Linked DNA regions of Oryzias latipes: region 2 is linked to region 1. The links are chromatin contacts, called in public Hi-C maps. All regions are on one chromosome and are shown on one strand. Each heading gives the region's core, a stretch centred on a gene start, on an enhancer-like site or on the middle of the called end of the contact. The rest is flanking DNA. Distances are from core to core; before and after follow the strand shown.

Region 1 (2,700 bases), core at 16-2,515:
CTGAAGCCGTTGATTCAAATCCATGGTCAGGTCATACTAAAGACTCTAAAAATGGAAGACAGTGTCTCCCTGCTGGACTCTCAACATTGAGCGGATGGATATGAGAGACCCTGAGAGTAGACGGTGATGGGGTGGGGGTATAATTGCTTCATACACGATATGTAACATTTAAGAGACATTAAGCTCAGCCCAGTTTGACTGGATCTGAAAGCAGGATGGCAAGGCTGGTTCACACACAGCTGAGTATCTGTGTTTATGTTTCACACCCCCATGAGGGAGAGCGTGACACACGCAGCAACAAGAGGAGGCAGCTTCTTTTTAGTCATAACAAAGCATGAACTGAGGAAAAAAGCCAAGCGCCACCAACCAGACTAAACACGTAAGCAGAAAGTCAGCTGTAGGCTGAGCAGCAGCACAAGATGAGGCACGTTTGAAGGCTGGTTGTTACGTTGCCTGTATCTGATGCTGTTGGTGCTTTTAAAACTCACCACCCATGTGGTTTCATGTCCAGAGGTTTTCTTCCTGCTGGAGCCTCATTTTAGAAAAAGTGGGCGCATCGCTCTGCACTGAAAAACCATGAAAACAGTTGGACGTGCTCCTGACACGTTCGATGTCACTGTTTGTGCTCCGTCCGGTGGCGGTGCTGTGGTCTAGTGAGCCACTGTGATGTTACAGCTACTCAGAAATGCTATTATAGTTGTGCAAATACAAAGCAAAACAAAAGAAAACATCCGTTCATGTGCACATTTAGAAATATTTACTGATTAAATGGATCATAAAAACACAAAAGATCGCTTTTCCAAATTATGAAGTGTCACTCCAATCAGTAGATCACCGTTTCACTACAGTACTACAGTAATGCACAATAGTACAGTACTTTACAATACTTAGTACTTCATAGAATAGGCTATAACCATGCAAAATATGAATTGATTTATATTGACTTCAGATAGACTTTGACTCAAAGAAAACTTGTTCTGTCAATTCCTTTATAGTACTAGTTATAGTACCATTTATCATTTCACAAAGTACTTCCACGCAAAGTATTGACTCATATTTCTCTTTAGTTTCTGAGTAATCCATCAGGGAAACGTCATAGGAAGAAGAACACTGACACTTTCCTTCTTGGTGGTGGTCAGTTGTTGGCTGGTTAATCTGGATTCTTTTGGGGATGATGGGACATGTGAAGTGGGCGGGGTCAGCCGAATGATTGACAGTTCGTGTAATGAGCGCAGTGGTGTTGTATATATGTGGGAGGAGACACGCGTCTGTTCATTCAGTTGTAACCAGAAGAAAGATGAGCGTGCGCTGCGCTCTGACGCACCGAGTTTAGCGGCGACACGAGCCTTTAGCCGCGCGCGCTCGGCTGTGGAGTACTGTGCGATGAGAGAGGAGGACGCACGCGGACTGAAGGACGCACAGCTCTGGATCCTGGTCCCCCCGTCTGTAGGTAACTTTGGGGTTCCTCTGAAGTGGTCGCCTGTGACGCACCGCAGCGCAGGGCTGCTGGGGGACCTCAGAGCAGAGGATTTATAGGACCCCCTACCCACTCCCACCCCCCCGGCCAGAGACGTCTCCTGTTTGCTTCCTTCGGTGGAAATCCTCCAGAATCAGAGGGTTTGTGTCTCACTGGCTGCCCTGGAGAAACAAGAAGGATGGCAGCTTGGTTCACCTTCACCATCGCAGTCAGCACTGCGTTGATATCACAGGTATGAAGGAAGGTCTTCATCTCCACGGTGGTCTTCAGAGCTTTGGCTAAAACAAGTCGAAGAGCCAAGGTTCTTTTATTTCTTTTTATTTTCTTTACTCAAGTCCCTTTAAGATACAAGTCTATCTTAAATCCTATGTCCCTGTTTTAGGTCTCTGGATCTGGAATCTTTGAGCTTCATCTCCACGAATTTCAAAACCACCAAGGATTGCTGTCAGATGGACGCGCGTGCGCTCCCAGCTGCAGGACTTATTTTCGGGTTTGCTTGAAGAACTATCAGACTGTCATCTCACCAGGTGACTGCATCTTTGGAAGCACAGTCACGCCCGTGCTCGGGGCAAACTCTTTCCAAGCCAAAGACACCGGGACTTTACCGGGACCCATCCAGATCCCCTTCAAGTTCGGATGGCCGGTAAGGGCGTGGAGCTCCACACGACACGCGCGCTTCTCTGTGTGCTGGCAGCAGCCGCGCGCGGGTGGCTTGCTCTCGGCCAGCACAGCGGTTGTTGTTGTGGTTGAGCTCATCTAATCCCTGTCATTAGGTAATGCTCAGGTGACAAACAGATTTATCACTTCAGATTCCACGCGCCGTGGATGTCCCTGACACTCAAACTGAAGCAGCAATCGATCTAAGTCCATCAAAGGAAACCGTGTTTAGTGCATTGTGGGAAATGTCCCAACATTCATTGTGTGTGATCATCTGTCTGCAGGGATCGTTTTCATTAATCATTGAGGCCTGGCATTCATCCTATGGAAACAAGCGCCCTGCAGGTAAGAGCAACCCTTCCCGCCACAGGAGGGAGCTGTGTGTGTGTGGGGGGGAGGGGGGTGGACACCAGCTCCACTCTTTAACAAAACTCCATTCCATGTCAGCATGTAACCACTGTCTTCGCCTCCTGATAACTGCTCATCGTCTCAGAAACTCTTCCACCTTTCCGTGCCTTTAACACAAACTTGTAACCACATTCTCATTCTTACACTCAGTACAATTG
Region 2 (2,700 bases), core at 26-2,525, 160 kb after region 1:
GGTCCTTCAAATCCTTGAACTTTTCAAAATATTCCAGGATGTTTGCCTCCATTGAAATACATGGGGATTCCTTGGTGTATGAGGTCGCTGGTTCTCTGGCATTTTTCCCAAACATAACTTTTTTTGTTATTGTACTGCTTTCACTTTATGTATGGTCAACTTTTTTTGTGCCAATTATTAGCCTTTAAATCTCATTTTCATTCAGCAATACAGCATCCAACCCTGCTCTTTCTTCTGGAAATGCGGCTCCTTGTAGTGTCTTATTACATTCATTTCTGTTCTAAGCCTGTCTGTTGGTCTTGTCATTTCACTGACTGCAGTGTCGACGCTGTCCAGGTGTTTCAGGCTCACCTGTCTTCAGTCTGACCAAACACTCCTGACTGACAGGGACTGCACGCGGCTTGGAGAGCACGTCTGCCAACGCCTCCACGATGCACCTCATCAGCTGTGGACACACAGAGGAAGACAGTGATGGTTCCGTGCTGAGTCAAAGCTCCTGCTGCATTGGTCCTGAAGGAAATGGAACTTAGGCAGCATGAAAAAAGCAATCTGATTGTAAAGAAAGAGATGTCTTTATAAGGCAAAGAGCAAATGTTTGTCCCTTCTGCGTGTTATGTAACATTCTTCTATGCATGTGTCAGCTTTCCTTAGCTGCAGCTAAACTGACAAAAACAACTTCACACAATATGGAAAATGCTCAAGTTTCCTCTGGAATAGATTCATTTAGGTTTAAGCCCTCAGATGATTACATCCATTATTCACAATCTGGATTATTTTTGAACCCTCTTCATGTCTCCGTGAGCATCTCCTCCATGTCTCTTTGGCCATTCATCTTCCTCAGTAGTGGATCCAGAGCAGAGGAAGCTGCGTTGACGGTGGCATTGGTGGACAGATGCTTCGTTACATTTAGATGTTTGATAGGAGCCGCAGGAACTCACCTCCACGTCCTCATGGTGCAGCTGGCTCAAAGGCTGCGGCAGCGACAGAACTGCGGAGAAAGAACACACAGGCTGCTGTCCGTGGTGCTGAATCCGACCGTCCAAAACTTCCGCCGGTCTTACCGCAGCCGGACAGAAGAGTCAGCAGGATCAGCCCCCTCCCCGACATGATGGCACGCGCGCTGCTTCACCGCGTCACGCTTCTCTGATGGAAGCTCGATGGTTATGGACGCATTCTGAGAACAATCCGCCAGCTTCGGGGTTTCTGGAGAGCATCAGCGCCGCAGCCCCGTCCTGCTGTCCATCGACGCCCCCAAGCTGCCGCGCCTCTCACAAAGCCGGAAATGACGTTTTTAGAGGGCCGCGTCATCACCAGGGAGCTGATGTTAGTAGTTGTCAAGGCGCGTTGCCCAGCCAAAATGTTTATTCAAAATAGATTTAGATGAAACATTGATACACTCTGTAGTTTTTGCTGCAATTCTCCTGAAACAGTCATCCATCTCTTCTGGTATTTTCCTAAAGTTAAAGTGTTTTGGCAGAAGATTTGTGATTTCAGTAACAATTAACTTGATTCTTGTTTTGTTTTATTCTGGACAGATGTCTAGTTGAGTCTAAGATCAAAGAATATACAAATGGACGCTAGTTTACTTTTTAAATCTCTTCTTCATTTGGCCAAATTATATATTCACAAATGTAAATTCTCTGGTCGAAAACCCTGTTTCATAATATTCTTTTCTGAGGTACATCTGTATATTAATAGTACTTGTAATTCTAAGAAGCAAAAAGCAATCAGAACATTGTCTGTATGTGATAGATTCAACATTTTCTCGTAAAGTTTGACCCCCTGGCTTATTTCTATTTCTATTCTTGTTTTTTTATGTGTGTTTGATATTTGCAATTATGTTCTGATTGCATACTTGAATGTACATTTTTGTAAAATAGCATCATGTGCAATAAAGTTTATTTTTTTTAAAAAGAAGAAAGAATACCAAAAATATACGTGCCCTGTTTCAGCAAAATGTCATTTCTGTTCCCTCTGCTGTCTTCTGTTGGAAAAATGTATTCCTGACTTGTTCTGGAAAAATATTTTCACTCTGCATCAGATGTTACTAATCAATAACAAGATGAGCAATGTCTCCAACAAACATCTACATAGAATCTAATCCACTAATCAATATATGCTAAGATATAATAAGACAATTGACCCCGACTGTCCTCTCTGTGAAGAACACCCCCAAACAATCAGAGTTTTGGAAAGAATGTACACGTTTTATAAATCACAAATGTGAATCACAATTTCAGATGAAATTTGAATATATCATATTTGGCCTACATAATGAGAACACAAAATCAAACATAATTAATCAAATAATATTATTTAGCAAGTTTCATTTTCTCAAATCAACATTTTCTTCATCACAACTTTTCCCCCTGTAATAATTTAGGAATTAGAATCTCATTTACGCACCAAAAAAGCCATAGGTATTTATGAAAATTGTCTGTCTTTGAACATACTCAATAAATTGTCATGTGTTTCTTTTGTAATGTAAATGCCCCCTGGTATTCTCATTGCTGTGACTATTCTTCTGGTCATGTATAATCGTTCTATGGGTTTTGAACAATAAAGGGTGTTAAGGTGTGAACGGGTGAGGAAGAGGCTGATGTTTGTGCTCATTTAAACTTTACCCTTTGACTGTATCTGCACTCATTCACGTCCAAAAGTATCTGCACCCTCCAGCTCTGAGAAAATTGTTCCAAATGT

Evidence for each region. A called contact is a pair of places that touch in the nucleus more often than the background predicts.
Region 2: a contact with region 1 is called in a Hi-C map of embryo, with 2.3 times the contacts expected there. The contact joins the promoter of chga here to the promoter of LOC101163294 in region 1. A contact is called at or near these places in 2 of 5 Hi-C or Micro-C datasets (both in embryo).

Annotation. Positions count from the first base shown.
Region 1 is chr24:21,884,343-21,887,042 of ASM223467v1, forward strand. LOC101163294 (delta-like protein 4) reads left to right here and starts at 1,266. Exons shown (of 11, transcript XM_004083989.4): 1 at 1,266-1,709; 2 at 1,860-2,120; 3 at 2,419-2,479. The coding sequence starts at 1,656.
Region 2 is chr24:22,042,472-22,045,171 of ASM223467v1, forward strand. chga (chromogranin-A) reads right to left here and starts at 1,276. Exons shown (of 8, transcript XM_023953204.1): 1 at 1,062-1,276; 2 at 939-988; 3 at 352-445. The coding sequence starts at 1,107.